2 separate regions of the Cricetulus griseus genome follow, and region 1 is linked to region 2. A link is a contact called in public Hi-C data. All regions are on one chromosome and are shown on one strand. Each heading gives the region's core, a stretch centred on a gene start, on an enhancer-like site or on the middle of the called end of the contact. The rest is flanking DNA. Distances are from core to core; before and after follow the strand shown.

Region 1 (5,595 bases), core at 2,148-4,647, 110 kb after region 2:
GTCACATGTTAATCTGAAGTCCCCAGAGGAGGACACTGCAGAGAGGCGGTGCCAAATGTGACTTACTTATAACCCTCCCACAACAATCACTAGTTAAGGAAAACATGTGCATTTATTAAGAAAATTAATATGAGCTCAAGACCAGCCTCATTTACATAGCAAGTTCCAGGCCAGCCCTATTTCAACATACACACACACACACACACACACACACACACACACACCACCACTACCACCACTACCACCACCACCAACAACAAAAAGATAGAGAAAATTAAAGTGAGATTGCCAAAATGGTTCACTGGGTAAAGGAGCTTGCAGCCAAGCCTGACAACCTGAGTTCAAGGCCCAGATCCACATCGTGGAAGGAGAGAACCAACTCCTACAAACTGTCCTCTGACTTCCAAGTGTACACGTGCACACACATAAAAAAGTAAAAAACAAAAGGTTCTTTTCTCTCTGACATATCCTGGCAATCTTTTCACTCAGGACTTCAGGCTGTAAGGGGTTAGTCCTGAGGAGGACTTCAGGCTGTAAGGGGTTAGTCCTGAGGAGGTGTTGTAGCTCCCTCAGACAGGATGCTTAACGAGCAGGGATAATTTGTTTTATTGCCTCTCTTTAAACAGCTGGAGCTTGTGGGCACATGGTAAAACACACACAAATGTGTAAATATATATATACACGTGTGTGTGTGTGTGTGTGTGTGTGTGTTGTATATATTTTCCTTTAGGAAAACTGAGCAGACTCTGTTGATCAACACCATCTTTGTCTAAAATTCAGGTTTCATGTAATATTTCTTGAGAATATGGTGGTAGACACCAAATTTCAAACCAATTTCTTTTTCACCTCTTCAAAAGAATTATTTACTTATTTATTACTTATTTCCGTGTGCTCATGCCCACTTATTATCAAGGCACGCAGGTGGAGGTCGGAGGACAACTAGTGAAGGAACCGGCTTCCCTTTTGGCAGCCATAATGGTCGAACATGTGCTTCTATGACCTTGACCTAGACACTAGAAAGTCAGATGCCTGTCTCGTGACAAGGAACCAATCAGAAGTTAGCTGGTGACGCTATGCTTTATGGCTCTGGGTGTGCTTTACGGACAAGCGCACAGCAATGACGTAGAGAGCATAGCAACCGCCCTGGGAGGGCCTATGAGCCATAACAACCAGTTGACCAATCAACACAGGGCAAGTCCTCCAAGCCTGGAGGCACACCAATCGTGAGCCTGTGCGTACCCCTAGACACTCCCCTTACGCTGCCCTATAAGATCTTTTGGGAGACCCAAGGAGCCGTCTTTTTCTAGCCGTCTGCCATGGCGGGTGGGTGAAAGACCCGAGCTAACATGGGGTTAGCTCGTAAAACTACAATAAAGCCTCATGCAGTTTGCATCAAGCTTTCGCCTCCATTCTGTGTTTGGGGTGGCCGCCGTCCTGGGCTAAGATTCTGGAAGCCTCAGCTTTCTGAGGGTCTAACACTAGCACACTCAGTTCCCTCCTTCCGCCATGTGGGTCCCTGTAATGAAACTCAGTTTGCCAGGCATGGCGGCAAGTGCCTCCCCCCTCCCAGCCATATCACCAGCCAATCCTCTTTCTTTTTGGACCTTCCATGCAAGCTAGCCTGGGCTACACACTCGGCAATCCTCCTGCCTCAATCTTCTGAGTACTGGGATTACAAGGCTGCGTTACCCCCAGCCCTCTGAAATCCACCATGGCCAACAAAGTGCAAACAGCAAGCAGTCTTGGCTCGGCACCATCACAGGCAAATCTCAGCTCCCTACCAAATTCTTGAACCTCCTTGGACAAATTTAAAGAGGTAGACACAGAATAAAAGAGGACCAGGATGCAGCTATCAAATATCACAAACAAGCTTTTCAGAAGTTACCTCAGAAACTGAATCAACCCCACCCCCACCCCCAGTAAGGGAGACAATGGAGGACACAGCAGGCTCACTTGTTTAAAACAACTCTGACAGCTGAACAAAGGAAAATGTGGCAACCCAGAAAACTTGTCATGGTCTCTGCTCTCTTGACTCACCTGAAAATCACAAGGGGGCTGTTGCCTGGAAGGTAGCACTGGGTTTAATAGCTGGGGCTAGGGAGTTTCTGAGATGTCAGATAATGAACTGGAGTCACCAAAGAATGGTGGGAAAGAGCCAGCATTCAAGTGTGGCAGGCAGAATTCTCTCTCCCCCCACTTCCTCTCCTTCTCCCCCTCTCCTCTTTTCCTTCCCTCTCTCCCCCTCCATTTCCCCTCTGTGTGTGTGTGTGTGCACGCATATACATGGAGAAGGGCTCACGTGTGTGTGTGTGTGTGTGTGTGTGTGTGTGTGTGTGTGTGTGTGTGTGTGCGCGCGCGCACATGTTTGTGGAAGTCAGAGGTAAGCACCTGGTGTCTTCCTTGATTGCTCTCCACTTATTCTCTCCTCCCATCATATAGGTCCCAGGGACCAAGCTCAGATGGCCAGGCTTGCCAGAAAGTGCCTTAACCCCTTGAGCCACCCCACGGGCTCACAACACAACCGTATTTGTTGAGATGGAGCCTCTCATTGAACTGAGTTCACCAATTCACTGGATGGCTGGCCAGGGAGTCCTGCAGATTTGCAGCATCCCTTCCCGAGTGCTGCGGTCACAGGGGCACGCTGCCCTACCAGCTTTTTAAGTGCTGGAGATGTGAACTCAGGTCCTCATGCCTGCATCGCAGCAAGCATTCAGCAATTGAGCCAACCCCCTGACCCCTCATTTTCTATTTAATGCCAGGAATAGAACCCAGAGCTACACGCATGCAAACACATCTTTTGCCACTGAGCTATGCCCTTGGCCCCACCACCCAAAAGCGTTGACCACCACACCTGACCTCTGCTATGGTTCTTTCTGATGGAGGACAATTTCATGTCACTTTGCGCCAAAGACAAAAAGAGTAAGATACTCGCCAGCTACCTAGCGCCACCCTTATTTCACAGGGAGTAAAAACTATGGACTGGCCTACTAGATGAAGATGCAGCCAGGTAGAGGGATACAGTGCAAGGGGATCCAGACACTGAGCAACTTACTCGCAGAAGCAATGTGCATTGGGAAGGAGATGCCAGTCTGTAGCCTGGGAAATAAGGGGTTGGTGATTTATCAAACTCCAGAAGGAAGCGCAGACTTTAAATAGAAGGAGAGCTGGCACAGACCCGCCAGCTAGTAGAGCAGAGCCCTGTCTTGTGCACATAGAAATCAAGCTCTCTACCAGCAAGTAACTCTCAGAGCCCTGGCAGCCCTGTGGAAGGGTGGCACCCTTCAGACGCTGCAGGTAGTTCCCATACCACCCTGATTACTACCCCTTAGTCACTGCTGGCCACACAAAGTACACTGCGTGCCCTTCTGTCCTGCACGGCACCTCGGTTACGGCTCACTATTAATCATACGCTCCAACTTTTCCCCCACTGAGGAAGTGACAGAGCGCTTTCCTACCCCTGCCATCTACTGGTGAAAATGGAAATGTCCTTTTTTTTATTCTCTTTTTCTTGTGGCCAATTGGAAACTAAATTGGCAACTGAAAGCTTATTGGCGTAATACTCATTTGTTATGTGGAGCACATCTAAGAAAGGCGATACTGCCGGTGGTGGCTGGTTCCTTTTGTTCTGTAAATGTTCACTGAGTGTGTGATGTGGGATAGTATATATAAACGATACATATTCATATCATGCACTTAGTATAAAGACTGAGACTTGGAATCAAATTTGTTTTGCTGTGTGTGTGTGTGTGTGTGTGTGTGTGTGCGTGTGCGTGTGTGTGCGTGTGCGTGTGTGTGTGTGTATGTTTAGGTTGGATATTGTAATCTAATTTTTGTATATATTTATTTATTGGAGGTGGGGTGGCATTCAATGCGTGTGGGGGTCACAGGATAATCTGTGAAAGTCAGTTCTCTCCATCATTTGAGTTCTGTGATCAAACTGGTCCTCTTTACCTGCTGTACCACTTCACTGGCTTATTTTTTTATTTTTATTTTTATTTTTAAGATGGGAGCCTCACGTAGCCCAGGCCGGCCTCAAACTCCTATGCAGCTGACCTTGGCCTTGAACTGGGCTTCCTGTTTCCTCCTCCTAAGAGCTGGAAGTCTAGTTATCAAGTGAACAGAAGGCTACAAGCAGACAAAACTCTGTGGTGGTTTGAATAGGAATGGTCCCCACAGGCTCATATATTTGAATATTTGTTTTCCAATTGTTGGACTGTATAGGAAGGATTAGGAGGTGTGGCCTTGTTGGAAGAGAAGTGTCACTGGGGGTGGGCTTTGAGGTTTCAAAAGCCTGAGCAAAGGAGTCCAAGTCTCCCTCACTCTGCCTCCTGCTGTGGATCAGCTAGAAGCTCTCAGCTACTGCTCCAGCGCCCATGCCTGCCTGCTGCTATGCTGATCATGGACTAACGCCCTGAAACTGTAAGCAAGCCCCCAGTAAATGCTTCCTTTCCTAAGTAGCCTTGGTCATGGTGTCTCTTCACACAACAGTATGAACTAAGACAACTCCAACAGTATCAACAGACATTGGGGCCCTGGAGACTGTGGCCTTTGGCTGAGCCCATTCTCTGCCTGCCTTCAATCTTGGCACAGATCAGCTCTTGACTCTGAGGTGTGACTGTTTGGCGATACTTCCCAGACCTCCAGTTTCTGCATTTATTTTTAGCTGTAGTTTTAGTGCATTCTTGAGACAGGTGAGGCACGAAGAGGAATGTAGGTGTGGGCCACCCTTGAGTCTCCAGTGCCAGGACTGTCTCTTGTCATTCCAGGCCAAGTGACTCACAACCCTTTTTATTATCTGCCTCAAGGCCAGGTTTCACCCCAAGAGCTCTGGATTAGAACGGCTGTAGTCCATTCTCTTAATTTCTTCTTGAGGACACACCTTCTTCATGCTTTGTTACCTGCTCTGATAAGGTGGGTTCCTTTGTTTTCTGTCACCAACATGACATCCTCCGGTTCTTTCTGGTGCATTTCCCAGAGCTTTGGGGTACTTGCTAGATGGAGTCTGATAGGCAGTAGAGAGCTCCCAGGCAGGAAGCTACCTGGGAAGCCCTCTGGCTCTAATCCAGATGTCTATGAGGGGACAGACAATTCTGAGATGTTCATTGCATTTTTGAAAGACTGAGAAATAAACATGATTTGCATCTTTGCCCTTCATAGTAAGAACTACCATGGAACTATACTTCCAAGCCTGGCACAGGTTTTGTGTGTATGTGGTGTGCACTTGTTCTCCTGTGTGTGCCTGTGTGCTCATAAGCCAGAGGTCAATGTCTGGTATCTTCCTTGATCACTCTTTAAAAAGTCTCTCCAAAAATATACATATCCCTTAGTCCCTTGGACCACTGCCTAGTAGAAAAGTTCAGGCCAGAATAACTCTAAGATTTCTCTACTATATGCCTCCCCCGCCTCCCAGTCATAAACCAATTCAACATTAATTTGCTTCTAAAGTCCTCCACAGAGTGAAAACAACAACAGCCATCTGTTGATGCCACCAGAGGTGCCCTGAAGAAGCCTATCAGTAAAATTTGACATGTAGAAAATTAGCTCCAAGAGGTGCCTGACCCACAACAGTTCCTCCAACTCCTCCCAAGTATGGCC
Region 2 (4,835 bases), core at 250-2,749:
CATGGCTCTCCCTTCCTGCTGGTGACAGACAGGCTGAGGCAGCAGAGGGAGCCAGAGAAAAGGGTGACAGGCCCTGGGACAGTCAGCCTCCCATAAGGAGCGCTCGTATTTAGCTGCACCTGGTTCTTCGAGTTACGGTTTTTTAGTTGCCATGTTGCATGCAACACTCATAAGTGGAAGAACAGCAATCTTTGCTTGTTTACAGAGGAGATGAATGGGACCCCACGCCCACTCACCCACCCCACCCCTGTCTCACCTCTGTGGCATGCTTATCCTACCCATGGTCTTGCCTTCTCCCTAAAAGACTTGCCTTCCCTGCAAGATCATGTCCTTTCTTACCAGCTCTTGCTCTTCTATGTTCAGGCAATTCAGTGGTTATGCCAAGGAAGCAGACTACATCGCTCACGCCACCCAGCTACGTACTGCCCTGGAGGGCACAACAGCCACCTACCAGGGTGACCTCTACTACTGTACCGGCTATGACCCTCCCATGAAGCCCTATGGACGTCGCAATGAGGTCTGGCTCGTGAAGACATGAGTCATTCACTGAACTGAGAACGCCCTGGAAGTGTGCCACTGTGTCCCCTGTCTTGGGGTCAGGAGGGAGCAGTGCTTCTCCAGTTCCAACTTTCCTTCAAAACCCCTCACTGCCGGCTTTCTAAAACGAGCCGAGATTGGCAGCGTCATTCTTGTTGAGTTTTAAAATTCTGTGGCAGATCAGGAAATTCCCAGCAGGATTCTCTCTGCCATCTGGGTCACTGGAAACTGATTTTTAAAAATGATCTAGTTTGTATTTTTGTTAGTGAGGGAACATGTGATTTATGCATGAGCTTTTCATCTGTAATTCTTCTAAGAACTTTGTCTAGGGAGAAACCAAAAATACAAATCTTTGACATAAGCAGCAGAGACAATTCTAATTATTTCCTGGGTTCTATAGTCCCTTAAAAAAATATTTATTTGTGTGTGTGCGCGAGTGCGTGCTTGTGTGTGTGTGTGTGTGTGTGTGTGTGTGTGCGCGTGCGCGTGCTGGTGTCCTCAGATCCCGTAAGAAGGCCCAATGGAGCTGGCGTTACCGGAGACTGGGAGCCACCAGACTTGACTGCTGGGAACTGAACTCCAGTCCTCTGGAAGAGCAACAAGCACCACTGAGCCACCTCTCCAGTCACAAGGTCCACAGTCTTAACAGAGCACTGTTGATGGCGTCCACTGTATTTAGGGATCTGCAGAGCATCCTCCGGGGGTCCCAGAGAAAGAGGCAATCTCTGAGTGGATGTTTACCAGGGCTTCCAGGCAGCACATCTGTGAACAATAGCTGAGGATCGGGTTTGCAGCTGTGGTCCTCAGGGGTTTGCAGAAGTTTACAAAAGCAGATGGGAAGAAAATCACACTCCCACACACAACCAGCCCTGGGGGCAGGAAATTTCACCAGGAGGATTTATTCAGTGCGATGAGATGAGCTCAGAAAAGGCTCTAGTCCAGTTTCCTTAACTGAACAAGACAGGAATGAAAGATGAGTAGTTTGGCCTGTGGAGAGGGAGGGAGAGGGAGGAGGCTATGGGCGGGAAGTGGGGAAAGCAGCTGAGCTGGAGCAGGCTGTGGGTTAGGCAAGGCGGGAGCTTCGGGATGGAGAGGTGCAGCTCTAACTTAGACAACTGTAAAGATCACCCAGGAGAGAGTCAGGGGGCCCCTGTCAGGGTTTGGGGTTACTATGGGAACAGCAGGGGCTTTGTGCAGGGCTTAGCAGGGAAAGAAATAGATAGGTGGGCACAAGTGGGAAGTAAGGAGAGACAACAGATGATGACATGCTTGCTGGAGGCCTTCCGGGTCGCTTCTGGACTGCAGCCTTGACGGCCTCGTGCACTGTGCATGTACTCTGATGCTCACTTCACACACCCACTCTGTATTAAGGGTGGTGTCGTGACTCTCACACAGATGAGGAGGTAAGGCCCACGGGCAGAACAGAACCTGTCACACAGACGAAGAGAAGGGTGGTACAGGGCCCTTAGGTCATGTCAGTTTTAAGGTGGAAGCTTCACCCCAGCCCCTGGCATCCATACACCCAAAGAGTCTGGAATGTTATGGTGGAAGTTCACACAAGTCCCCCCATCTCCCTCCAAACCCTGCTGCATCTCAGAAAGCCCGCCAAATGATGGGCCCCTCCCCCAGAGATGCTCAAGACCACTCCCACAGGGGATTTAAACTGTGCCCCAGAGAACAGACTCACGGTGTTTCTGGTCTCCCTTTCCTGTCTCCTCCTGGGTGGCTGGAAGGCCATCCGGGAGCTTTGTATCCATTAAACGTGGGCTTTTTCTAACTAGGTTTGATTTGGTCTGATTTGGATTGCTGCATCAGTGGAGAGGTTTATCGGGGTGTGGAAACTTTTCAGTCAGGAAGGTGGGAATTTTATATATGTATGGTGTGTGTGTGTGTGTGTGTGTGTGTGTGTGTGTGTACACAGAGGCCTAAAGATGGTGCAGGAATCCTCATGACTGAGCAGCAAGTACTTTTAACCACTAAGCCACCTCTCCTGCCCCTGTTTGGATTTTGTCCTAAGCAAAATTAAAAGTTCTCATGTGGCATTAATGGGGAATGTGACCCCATCATATTTTAGAAGAAAATTTCCGTCCACAGTGCAGAAAATATAAGCAGGAGTGCGTGGCTGAGTCAGGAAGGCCAGCTTCATTGCTAAGGGAATAAACACAAGCCCCTCTCACTGTACTAAGACAACCGAAAGTGTCTGTGACCTGCACAGCCCTGTGTGGCTTGATCTCTACTTCCCCAGTCTCTAGTCTCTTCCTCACTACAGTCCAGCCTGAGTGACAGCAAGTCCTTTGTCACCTTTTCTGGTGGCTGGGTCTCACCGTCCCATTGATGGTACCTTGACCCCCTACCTTTTCAAAAAGGCCCGGAATGCCCCTGTCTCTAAATTACCCTATTCCACCCCCCACAACCGAGATATAATTTAGGAACAGTAAGTGTTAGAAGAAACTGGTGAAGTTTTCTTTTCTCCCACAGCAGGAAATACACACGTAGATTGGATTGAATGGCAGGGACTTGCTTTTTGTCTCAGGGTTGCAAGATGGCAGAAAAGGCCCAAGGAGAGGAAGCTGCACTTGCTGCACCGGAAGTCTCATTGTGTGAGAAAACAAGAACATTTTCCAGAGTTCCCACAGCAGAGTTCCACTAGCTGGCAAGGCCAACTTAAGCTGCAAGGTGTGTGAGCAACTTGGGGAGTGTGTGCAACTTGGGGAGTGTGAGCAACTTGGGGAGGTGAGCAACTTGGGGAGCGTGTGTCCTTGTAGCTGGGAAAGTCAGAGGCATATGAGACAAGTATTCAGAATGGCTTTGGGAGGACAATCAGCAATGACTTCAGGCTGAGGGAGGAAGGGAGGGAAGGAGGGAGGGGGAGAAGGAGGGAGGCAGGGAGGCAGGGAGGGAGGCAGGGAGGGAGCATTGTGCCTGGGGCAAGTAAGAGAAGGTTGGAGAGCTGTGAGGTGGATGAGGTCAGATCTCAGATCTCAGGTTTCTCCACCTCCACCCCTAGTCCCTCTTCACCTAGCTCTTCTCCCTCCCTTAGGAAAGCCGGAACTGGGGAGCACAGTCACAGTGGAGGGGAGGAGGAGGATTTTAGTCACCTACCTCACACTGAAAACCCAGGGTGTCTATATGACAGTGATGGAGCAAACAAGACACGAGAGATAAGAGCTAAGGAAGTGAAACACGTTTACCCCAATCTGTATTTAATACTGAAAATGGCATCGCGGTGCCCTCCTGCAGTCCCTGCCCTTCAGAGGCAAGAGGAATGGGAGTTCAAAGCCAGACTCGAGGAGATAAAGAGTTTGAGTGTAGTCTGTGCTACATGAGATTCTATTCCAAACAGGGGAAGCAAACAAATTAACAAAAACCCAAAACAGGCCAGGCAGGATTGCCACAAGTTCAAGGCCTGCCTGGACTGCATGCACGGTGAGTTCCAAACTGAGCTAAAAGTGAGATACTGTCTCTCAAAGAAAAAAAAAAAAAAAAAAAAAGAGGGAGGGAGGACAGAAGGAGAAAGAAGAGGGGGAAGGGAGGGAGGGGAAGGGTGGGGAGGGGAGGGGAGGGGAGGAGGAAAAAGTAGCTACCGGGCCCCAAATTTTTCCCATTGCCAATCTACAAATGAGGAAACTAAACAGTCCTGCCCCTGCCTACTCTCATCAGTATCATTGCCAAAACAGAAGCTGATTTTAAAAACTTTTGGTCTCTTCTCACTTCTCTCCCTGGAGTGCTGGAGTAGAGCACGTGGCTAACATTTTAAATGAGTGAGGCCTACCCTGGAAACAGTGACCGGAAGAAGGTAGGTGTCAATGACTAACTCCTCTCTAGGCTCAATGCTCAGAGTCACAGCTCAGGGCTACAGCTCTCCTGAACTGCGTGCACAGACAGGCTCTGCCTTCTCCCAGAAGCCACCACCTTCCTGTGGCCTTAATATTCCTTGCATTTTTGTGCAAGCTCTGTCCAATAAAATTTGTTCTGTGTGTACTGTGGGACAATGCCACACTCTTAAGCTTACATAAGAATGTCCTGGGGTCATGGGGTGATTCTATGCACAAACACAGGGAAGCCCTAGGTGAGCCCAGAGAGTTAGTCATTCGGGGAAGATCTCCTTAGTTTACACTTGGCTTCTCCACTCCTGAGCAATGTTCTTTGATCTTAAGCACAATAATTACAGTTTCACAGCAGGCCACATCGATGGGTTTATATTGGGGAATGCCACCGCACACACCACATCCATAGGTTTGTGTCAGTGAATGCTGTAGACTTGGCCTTTGAATTTATACCCTGAACTAGCCTTTCCC

Evidence for each region. A called contact is a pair of places that touch in the nucleus more often than the background predicts.
Region 1: a Hi-C map of fibroblasts shows a contact between it and region 2, with 3 times the contacts expected there. The contact joins two enhancer-like sites. A contact is called at or near these places in 2 of 8 Hi-C or Micro-C datasets (the CHO-K1 cell line and fibroblasts).

What each region holds. Positions count from the first base shown.
Region 1 is chr8:13,927,729-13,933,323 of CriGri-PICRH-1.0, forward strand. No RefSeq gene overlaps it. Among named protein-coding and RNA genes, the nearest start is that of Ddx47, 16 kb to the right of the region's middle. Within about 2 kb of position 3,398, at least 2 of the 6 cell types and tissues checked have open chromatin away from gene starts, as enhancers often do. A contact at or near this core is called in the CHO-K1 cell line and fibroblasts, where this site is marked.
Region 2 is chr8:13,818,547-13,823,381 of CriGri-PICRH-1.0, forward strand. Hebp1 (heme-binding protein 1) reads left to right here. Exons shown (of 4, transcript XM_027429895.2): 4 at 364-902. The coding sequence ends at 538. Among named protein-coding and RNA genes, the nearest start is that of Gprc5d, 18 kb to the right of the region's middle. Within about 2 kb of position 1,500, at least 3 of the 6 cell types and tissues checked have open chromatin away from gene starts, as enhancers often do. A contact at or near this core is called in the CHO-K1 cell line and fibroblasts, where this site is marked.